Regions from separate parts of the Ovis aries genome. Here region 2 is linked to region 1. The links are chromatin contacts, called in public Hi-C maps. All regions are on one chromosome and are shown on one strand. The core of a region is the stretch at or near the end of the contact, and the rest is flanking DNA. Distances in the headings are between cores, read along the strand shown. Region 1 overlaps CYRIA (CYFIP related Rac1 interactor A). Region 2 has its middle 88 kb from the start of CYRIA.

Region 1 (5,202 bases), core at 280-2,779:
CCACCAGCCAGGGGCCGGCGCCACTGCTGGTGCCAGCCTGGGGCTGGTCCGGGGCAGGGGCCTGCCCTCTGCTCCTCCGCCCCCCTGGGAGCCCTCTTCCAGCACCTTCCCTCAGTCTTGCCGTTCTCGTTTACCTGTCTGCCTCTCATCCTAAAGGATGAATCCATACAACACAGGGACCGGGACTGACTCATGTTTGAATACAAAATAGGCCGTTCAGGGAATGCATATTTCTGAATACATGGAAAAGTGAGTGGACAGAAGAAGGTGTGGGTACCAAAGTCTTTATCCAAGGACCTCTCACTGGAGTGCTGGGCATCACCTTAGAGCAAGAGGGAAGGAGAGAGGAAGGGCCAGTGGGAGAGGAGGCAAATGTGAGCGAGGAGGAGGAATGAATGGAAGGAAGAAAGGGAAGAAGGAAGAAAAGAAAGAAGGAAGGGGAGAGGGAAGGAAAATTGTACCCCCCACTTTCACATCTAGTCTAATAAAGATGCAACTGGATTCAGACTCCTAGGGGTCACATCTTAGGTCTGTCAATTAAAAGAAAGAAAACTTGAGTCATCAGAAGAGCAAAATACAGCCTCGGTGATGCCCAAATTAACTTCTGAAAAAGACATCTCCTCCCGCAGCTAGGAGGAGTTGGCCAGTGAGTCACTTTCACAAAAGGAGACTTGTGGAGCTGTCTCCGCATCACTGGGAAGCTGAGCTGGGAGAAGTCCAAGGTCAAGGACAGAGGTGGCAAAGGAATAGTGTCTCCTCACCAAGTGGGGGTGGAATTGCACTGTGGGATGCCCTGTGAAACAAAAGCTCTGGAAAGGCAAGAAGGCCTGCATTCTGAAGTGGTCCTCACTGCTTTTGGCCTTGGAGTAGGTGGGCTGGCAGTGGGTTCCGTCCCAGGTAAGTCCTGGCCACTATTCTTCATTCATCTTTCCTGGTAGGGATCAGTGTGGGCACAGAGGGCCCTGAAGACTCCCAAAATGACGTCACTCAGCCCCCTGCTTCCCAAATCCTCATTCTCAGAGAAACACGATTAATTAGCAGCTCCTGCTACTGCTAAGTTGCTTCAGTTGTGTCCGACTCTGTGCGACCCCATAGACAGCAGCCCACCAGCCTCCCCCGTCCCTGGGATTCTCCAGGCAAGAACAATGGAGTGGGTTGCCATTTCCTTCTCCAATGCATGAAAGTGAAAAGTGAAAGGGAAGTCGCTCAGTCGTGTCCGACTCTTCACAACCCCATGGACTGCAGCCTACCAGGCTCCTCTGTCCATGGGGTTTTCCAGGCAAGAGTACTGGAGTGGGGTGCCATCAACTTCTCCGAATTAGCAGCTGCTGACTCTCAGTCCTGCACTCAATGCCATTTTAAGCGCTGTCCACAAATAATCTCATTTAATTGTCATGATAACTTTCCAATGTAGATAAGCAGTTGGCTTTCAGAGATACTAAATCTATGTATTTCTGTCACAACCAAGAGCTTTTCTTTGGGCTAATGTAAGAGCTTGCAGTTAAGTACTTTCTCCACTAAGGGGCGTGCACATCTCCTGTTAAAAGTGCGGGTCAGGCTTCCCTGGTGGTTCAGATGGTAAAGAACCTGCCTGCCAATGCAGGAGACAGGAGACTCAGGTTCTATCCCTGGGTTTAGAAGATCCCCTAGAGAAGGGAATGGCTATCTACTCCAGTATTCTTGCCTGGAGAATTTTGTGGACAGAGGAGCCTGGCAGGCTACAGTCCATGGTGTCGCAGTCACTGCTAAGAGACTAACACTTTTCACAAAAGAAGTTTGTCCTTTTCACAAAACGGACAAAACAGAGGGATCACTTTCAATGCCCTGAATATATTCTAAACGTTGTTCCTCTTGGTAGTAAAACGGGCTCACACTCACAGCTGTGGCACCCAGTGCTCACTGAACACATTAACTGACTTCATTCCTGTTCACAGTCATGTCAAAAGCACTGGTCTTGACTACTTTGCTGGAAATGGAGCTGTGACATTTGGTGGGAAAGAAAAATGAATAGATTCACCCGTTTGGCTTAGTAAGCATCCTCCTTCCCAGCCTCTTCCCCTAAATTTCTCAAATTACCTTTTCCACCCAGGGAAAGTGTCTGAAGCCACCCAGTGTCTGGTGGCTGAATCAACTTGACTCCAGTTGCAAAAGGGAAAGAGAGAGAGAAAGAAGGGAAGAAAGGAAGGAAGGAAGGGCTGAAATCCTATCCAAGCTGATCAGAATGAATTCTGACGGCTCATTTTCACGCAACATCCGCTTAGAATTATATTGCGGATCTGGAAATTCTCTGGAAGCGTAAACCGGGAGAGCAGGAGATCCTCCGTTAGCGATCGGTTACCCCACCCTGTACGGATAAACAGAGGCAGGAGGTGTGCAGAAGTAGAGTGTTGTTTTTACAAAGGATGCTCCGGCAGGAAACTCGACATACACAGAGGAGTTAGCAGAGGGACTGTGGAACTTCCCTGTTTGGGCTGATCCAGCAAGACCACAATTAAACCAAACAAACAAGCTCACCAAGTTTATCTCCAGATTTCTGTTTAAGCCCAGCCCTGCTCTTGATGACTCAACCATGCGCTATCCTGGTTTAAACTTGACCCTGCAGCCAGAGTTCCCAGGCTGGTGTCTGTGGCCACAAATGACTAAATTTAAAAGCTGTGCCCTGCATATGCTCCAGGGTTGCCAGCTCTCACAGACAGATCAAGTATTGTTTAGGCTATTCCTAAATTCCACTTGAAGACAGCAAATTGTTAACTCAAGCACCAGGTCAGGGGCTGCTCTGCAGTTCCTAGCAGCTGAGAACCCAGCTCAACAAAGTAATCCCAGGTCATTTGGTGGAGTGGAGGGCGGAATGTGGGAAACACACTGAAGAGACCGTGGAGACACTGGCTCCCCTTTCACTTACTAGCCTGTGGCCTTGGCCGTGAATCTGACCCAGGTGGTAAAGAACCCATCTCCCGATGTAGAAGACATGAGAGACACAGCTTCAATCCCTAGGTCGAGAAGATCCCCTGGAGGAGGGCATGGCAAGCCACTCTAGTATTCTTGTCTGGGGAATCCCACGGACGGAGGCGCCTGGAGGGCTACAGTCCATGGGGTCGCACAGAGTTGGACACAGCTGAAGTGAGAGCACGCGTGTATGCATGCACTGGATTAAAGATGTGAAGTTCCAGTGTCAAATCTCCCTTTCATCCTGTACATCACAAGTAAATGGTTGTTTTAGGATTGACTGTCTTAAGATGAATGAAACCAGGGGTTCCCCTTGTACTAGTTTCATATTCACTTTGTTTTAAGGGTAAGTTTATTTATTGACAGCCCCCTTTCTGCCCCCACCACCCGCCGCCTGGCACAAATCACAGCACAAAAAGTAAGCAGGGATGGCATTCAGGAATCCCTCACCTCGGACCAGGTCTTAGGCTGAGGGCTTGTCACACAGGGTCTACATCCTGGAGCCTGGGACAAGAAGGCTATGCAATCTTTACTGCTGCCACTTTCCACAATGCCTCCCATTCTCCTGGCCTCAGTTTACTCATCTGAAAAAAGGGTCAGACAGAAGCAAGATCGAGTGATCTCACAGAACCCTCTAAAGACAACTTTTATGAAATTTCCAAGGCAGAGCTCTCTCAATAAATCTTCGTTAAAATAACAAAGAGAAAACCAGGTGTTTAAATGCAGCACTTACTTAAGATAAAACACACACACACACCAACAGAAAACAAGCAACCCACTGTATACAGCAATTAGTCAACATGACTCACTAATATTTTGTCTGTCACTGACCAGGCCACTAGCATCTCTCAGAACCAACACCAGCAGCTCCTGTTCATCTCCAACTAGGCTGTTAGCAGCTCAGGGCCATCCTTGCCAAGGTGTGACCCAAAAGATGCCCAGGGCGCACACGGCTGGCGCCCCCTTCCTACCCTCTGCCTGGGGAGCCGGTTGGCATGGTGACGCCTGAGACATTCTTCACTCCCTTCCCTTTACTCTATTATCACTGTGTGAGATCTTGCCCCAGAAGAACAGAGAAATCCTGAGGGTGAGGTCTGATGTCAGGGGAAAACAAGCAAGTCTTTGTCAGGCCGTTCAAGGAGGAGGCCCAGCCCGGGCTCTCCAGCCGCACACAGAGGGGCTTGTGCTTGCTCTGCCCAGAGCCGGGGGGCCCTTCATTGGGGCATCCTGAGCCCTCTTCCTTGCCTGACATCGGAGCTGAGCATAGTGGATAGAATTTCCACTTGGCGAGCAGATATTTCACACTGAAAGGGCTTAAAGCAGAGCTTCCACCCATAGCCACACCAGAAAACTACCCACAAGAAATCCACCCTCTAAGCTGTTCCTCCCACTCAGCACAGTAGCCCCCTTCCCTATTCATCCTTAGTCAGCTCCTCCATCCTTCTCTCCGCCTACTTTCCACTCCCCCAGCCCAGGCTCCCGCCTTCATCTCCTCCTTGCTACTCCCTCCTCTCCAGACTCCCAGCTCCTCTGAGAAGCCACTTGGTTCAAGGAACTCTCCAGCCTCTGGTCTCCTAGGAGGCTTCCCTTGTTCCATTGGACAGAAGGACGTGTCGCACACTCATGACGTCTCACTGTGTTTATTGTGTTGCTGACTTAGCTTTGAAACGCCATCATCTAGGAAAAGTTCTGCTTGGGGGTGGAAGGGAGTGGATTTCCCCTGGTGGCTCAGACATTGCAAGAATCTGCCTGCAATGCAGGAGACCACAGTTAAATTCCTGGGTGGGGACGATCCCTTGGAGAAGGGAATGACAAACCACTCCAGTATTCTTGCCTGGAGAATTCCATGGACAGAGGAGCCTGGCAGGCTATAGAATCCATGGGATCACAAAGAGTCGGACATGACTGAGTGACTTTCATTTTCACTTTTTCACAGGACAAGTTCTGCACGCAGGAGATGCCTAATAAACAGCCATTAAATTATTGAACCCACAGCTCATCCCAGAAACGGAATTGAATATTGAAGTGAGGTTTTAGCCAGGAGATCAAACCAGTCAGTCCTAAGGGAAATCAACCCTGAATATCCATTTGGAAGGACGGATGCTGAAGCTGAAGCTCCAATATTTTGGCCACCTGATGCGAAGAGCCGGCCACCTGATGTGAAGAGCCAATTCCCTGGAAAGGACCCTGATGCTGGGAAAGATTGAGGGCAGGAGGAGAAGGGGACGACAGAGGATGAGATGGTTGGATGGCATC
Region 2 (5,228 bases), core at 1,387-3,886, 140 kb after region 1:
GGGGGAAAAATAAATGTTGGGTTCAGCGAATTTAAGCAACTTCAAGCTGAAGTTCAACTTCGTTGAATTGTGCATAGCTGGTTGACAACACATTCAGGTTCATCAGCTGACAGTCCTGACTTAGTGGGTGACAGAGAGAACCATGACATCCCAAACTAACTCCTCAGTTGAGCCTTTCAAAGACTATATTCTCCTTCACTTGTCCCTAGTGTTCTGGGGACTTTGGTCAGTGGCATGTTGTCCATGGATAACACCAGTGGGGTCCTGTCGATGACAGAGCCCCACATTAGGGGCCAAGCTTGTACTTTGTACTTCAGTTGCTCTACCTCTTTAGATGGCCCTAGTGGTAAAGACCTCACTTACCAATGCAGGAGATATAAGAGACGTGGATTTGATCCTTGGGTTGGGAAGATCCCCTGGAGTAGGAAATGGCAACCCACTCCAGTATTTCTTGCCTGGAGAATTCCATGGACAGAGGAGCCTGGTGGGTAACAGTCCATGGGGTCACAAAGAGATGGGTATGACTGAGGTGACTTGGCATGCACGCCCCTTCCAGAGCTGTGGACGTGACCACAGATGATGACACTGCAGAGAGAAGGGGGTGCTGCAAACCCATTCTTCCGTCTGGACCCCACTTTTCCTCCCTGGAGAATTCTGTTGCAGGAAGAGTCACCAGGACCCTGCAGTGGTCTTGTAAAGAGTTCAGGGAGCAGATGGATCCAGCAGATGTGAGTCATGGGTCTCAGGAGGCCTTCTCCAGTGTCCAGCGGTTGGCATGTCTCCCTGACTCCAGGCTGCCTCTGGTCCAGGCGATCCTGGATGGAAGAGAGGGTGATGGACAAGACCTGGAGGACTGAGGGAACAGTAAGTAAAAACAACTGGAAAGGAACTAGTTCCCTGACCCACGCGCTTCATCATCACATTTTTTTCCCCCTGCTGTTTGATTCTGGCTCCATCTCGTCTGTTTGTTTTTGATGCTTCATTGAGACCAGTTACTCCTGAGAAATGGGAAATGACACTGCATACAGCTGAGGTTTGAGCCATCCCTACTCATATTAAACTTGGGATTTTCAAATGATTTCATCAAAGAAAATCAGTGAACAAAAACAGAGGATGACAAGATCTTCGAATATCCCTCGCTGTTAGCAGGGGAAACTGAGGGCTAATTTCCACATAAATTTCCCCTAGAAGGTTTCTCTTTCATAGTTGTACCAAAACGATGATATCTGCCCAACCAAGGGGGCTCGCTTTTCTTTGGCTGATACAGCTGCCAGGTGGAGACCCTCCTTTTCCTGGGGTGCCCCCTTCTCTGCCTCCTTTTTGCTCTCAGGGCCTCGTCGGCATCATTGTCTTGCTGTAAAGCTCCCATCAGTCAGCCCAGCTCAATTCTGCCCCACACTTCCTCCAGTTCAACCCAGCACCACGGCACAGTCGTGCTCATCCCTCTAGATGGTCCAACCACGTCACTCTCCTGTTTCAAGCCCGTCAACAACCATCCATTGCTGTCAAACAACGCTGGGGTCTTGACCATGGGGCCCACAGGCTTTACCTCCTGCCTCTCCAGTCTGCTTTCTACCTATGTGTTAGATGCCTCTTCACCGCAAATCAAAGTCCCTGTTTTGCCGAATGCTTCCACCCCCAGACTCCAGCCTCTCCTGTGAGACCCGTGGTTTCTGCTTCCACAGTTCCCTCCCCCGGAACCCTGTCTTCCTCATCTCCCTCACTGCCGGTTCCTGTGTCTCCTCCGGCTCCTCCCTCACTTCCGGTTCCTACTGCCCCCCGCCCCCCGACCCCTGCCACGCCGCCCTCGTGTGAGACTCTGGGGACACTCTCCCCTGCGCAGACCATTCGTCTCCCTTCTTGTAGGGCCCTGCCACCCCATCTACACACTTGTCTGGCTGCCCGCTGGTGGGCACCTCCCGAAACCTGGGTCAGTCCTCTCTCCGTGGCAAAGATTCAGGGGATTCAGGGGTCCGGTGGGTTCCTGTTGCACTTGTTAGAGAGTAAGCGTGGGCCTCAGATGAGATGGTCGGCTCAGAGCTCTCCCTGGCCCCTGCCCGCCTTTGCCTCTTGTGGAGACAGCTGCAGGGCCCGCAGGCCAGAGCCCCTGGGTCAGAGAAACAACTGTCTTGTGTTCTCTCCAAAAATGAAGATTGCAACATCCTTGTGGCCTGGAGTTCACCGGGCTGGGGGAGGAAGCTGCCCTGGAGCAATGGCTGGGGCATGGGCCTGTGGGCGGTGCCGTGGGACCACTGGCCAGAGTGAGCCACAAGGGAGAGCCCCAGGCCCAGAACCCGGCTGCGGCTGGCTGCGCCAGTCTCTCACAGGAGGCTGCTCTCCTCAGCGCCCTTCCCACGTTTCACTTTTCCTCATATCCGGTTATGTGTCAACCCCTTCTCATCCCCTGGGAGCCTGCACCAGCACCAGAACAGATTTACCAACCATCAGCCTGGGCTATTTTTTGCATATCATTCAGCTCCAAGGGCATTCAAACGACCTTCTAGCAGGAAGGCACTGTGTCTTGGAGAGTAGCGCCACCTGGTGGCACAGAGAGTGAGCATCTTAATTCTACGTCCAGAGGAAGCTGAGTACCTGGCTCACCGCCCAGCACACAGGCTGTGTAACAACAGCAGGGTCTCTGCGGCCCTGGTTGAGGCTCAGAATAAGCCCTGCTGTCCCTGAGTCATCTGTCCAATGGTGGCAAGGCTGAGTGTGTGTGGCCACGCTAGGAGGAGCAGTCTGGAGTCTCAGTGTTCTGTGATTAGGAAAGGATGCTGAAGATTCAACCTTCTGGAATCTGAGAGCTGAAGGGTGGTTTAGAGATCAGTTAAGTCCCAACCACTCCTTTCTCAGATGGGCAAACTAAAGTCCAGGGAGGGGGAATCTTGCGATAGATTAGCTGAAGAGTGAGGACAAGAATCTAGGTTTCTGGGCTCCTTGACTTGCAATTATCCATTGTAGGACTTTAGAGCAGCTAACTGTGATGTCTGATATTTTTCTGAATTACTACTTTACAGAAAAAAAAAAGGAAACCTCTAATACGTTCTTCCTCTTTTCCAAATGTCTACCAATTGAGTCCAGCAATATTCCTCCTTCTTCCAAGAAATCGTCCCTGAGCAGCTGGAAATCTTTCTGAAGTCCTACAGGCAACCAGTCACTCATCCCATATGTACAGAGGGCCTGACCTAGACACTGGGATCAAGTATTCACAAGACAAAGTCCTGTGCTCAAGGAGCTTACATTCCAGTGTGGGAGACAGGTGATGGATGGATAGATGATAAGCTGTATGTAGATGCATTCATGCTCAGTCGCTCAGTCATATCTGACTATTTGCGACCCTGTGGACTGTAGCCCGCCAGGCTCCTCTGTCCATGGGATTCTCCAGTCAAGAATACTGGAGTGGGTTGCCATTTCCTCCTCCAGGAAGTCTTGCCGACCCAGGGATCGAACCTGTGTCTCTTTGCATTGTCAGGAAGATTCATTACCACTGAGCCACCTGGGAAACCCCCATAGATAGAAGATAGATAGATTAACAGATAGATACAGGGATATATAGACAGATAGATGATGGATAAATAATTTCAGGTACTAGTAAGTGCTTTGAAGATGATAAATAAAGAAACATGATAAGGAGGAACTTTGAGTGGACAGCTTTGGCAAGGGTAAGCAGAAAGATGTTCTGGAGAGGGCTTGGCTACAAAGGAGGATGAGGAGGGAAGAAAAATTCAAGCAAAAAGAACAGTAAGTGCAAGCAATATCTTCAAGCCTGGGATAATATTAGCCGGTACCACCACAGAGGGAGCCAGAGAGGGAGAAACAAGTAGACAAGGAGAGAGTAAAGAGAGTTGAGACCAGGGAATTATGTGAAGACGAGATCTCGGGGTGAGTTGGGTTTGTATACTGCTTGCAATGGAAATCATGAGAGAGTTTAAGCGAGAACATGCTGAAGTCTTATTTTCAGCACAGGCAACCCCCTTGTGCCTGAGCTCCTGAGGACTCTTGTTCTGACATCACCTCATCACTTGCCGGAAGCCCTTCCTCACCTGCCAAGGTGGAGGAGATGCCCAAGTGTTAACATCTTCATATCACTGTCACTGTGCTTCCCACCTTGTTTAGAATGAATGACAGATCTGTCTTTCTACTTTATTAGAAAGTAAATTCCTGATGGAGGGAGATAGGAGTAGGGAGTCCAGATTGGGAAAGTGGCCTGGATGCAAGGACTCCCTCCATCTGGAGGGAGGTGACTCAACCTGGATTTACGTGAGTTAATCACTGCCTTATACCTCAGTTTCTTTGTCTGCAAAATGAATAATAGCACATACTGCCTGGAATTGTTATAGTTAAACCTGTGTAAAATACTGCCTATCAATGGCAGGTGCCAAGTAACCACTCTATAAATCATAGACCTCCTTCCTGGGTGTTTTCTCAGGGCTCATATAAAGAAGGTTGGGCCCAGTGTCTCTTAGGGCCTCTGGCAGCAGTGAGCCTTGCTTGTGGGGTGGGATGACTTCGGAGGAGGGGGTCCAGTCAGGTTCCAATAGTGAGGCTGGAGGACCTGGCTGGCAGAAATAAGAATGAAGAAAAGCAAAAACAGATGGTTTGTTGATCTGATTATTCCTTTAGTTACACAAGTGAATAAGACAAAGCACACTGTCATCTTTCAGCCCCTCAGTCTGTTCGTCTGCAAAGTGGTAACAATGTTCTCTGCTCTGATTGTCAGAGGGTTGCTGAGGGGCCTCATGTTCTAATAGGAGGAGGGGACTGGTGACCTGTGAGGGCCCTCTCTGAGGCCACACTGTGCCATGTGACATGGCCACCTTGCCTCTCTCTGGTTCCCTTGGTGATTGAAAGTGAAAGTGAAAGTCTCTCAGTCCTGTCAGACTCTTTGTGACCCAGTAGACAATACAGTTCATGGAATTCTCCAGGCCAGAATACTGGAGTGAGTATCCATTCCCTTCAAGGGATCTTCCCAACCCTGGGATCAAACCTGGGTCTCCCGTACTCAGGGGGTTTCTTTACCATCTGAGCCACAAGTATGATACTGCTAACTTAGTTTGCAGTCTCAGGCTGTCACTTGAACCATCTTGGATATGTGGAATTCTGGACCATTTAGAAGGAAATATATCTCTCTTCTAGTAGCCTGGATCCAGAATTCTGTTCTGACATTCTTTGCTTATGCCTTGGAGTTGAAGAGTCATTTATGTGTCACGGACATAAGCCCAAGTAAT

The links. Hi-C and Micro-C count contacts between places; a contact is called where the count stands out from the background.
Region 2: a Hi-C map of liver shows a contact between it and region 1, with 9 times the contacts expected there. The contact joins two enhancer-like sites. A contact is called at or near these places in 11 of 16 Hi-C or Micro-C datasets (blood, hypothalamus, liver and 4 more).

The regions. Positions count from the first base shown.
Region 1 is chr3:24,873,257-24,878,458 of ARS-UI_Ramb_v3.0, forward strand. All of the region lies in intron 2 of CYRIA (CYFIP related Rac1 interactor A), which reads right to left. Among named protein-coding and RNA genes, the nearest start is that of CYRIA, 53 kb to the right of the region's middle. Within about 2 kb of position 1,530, at least 9 of the 54 cell types and tissues checked have an H3K27ac peak or open chromatin away from gene starts, as enhancers often do. A contact at or near this core is called in hypothalamus and liver, where this site is marked.
Region 2 is chr3:25,013,630-25,018,857 of ARS-UI_Ramb_v3.0, forward strand. No RefSeq gene overlaps it. Among named protein-coding and RNA genes, the nearest start is that of CYRIA, 88 kb to the left of the region's middle. Within about 2 kb of position 2,637, at least 21 of the 54 cell types and tissues checked have an H3K27ac peak or open chromatin away from gene starts, as enhancers often do. A contact at or near this core is called in hypothalamus and liver, where this site is marked.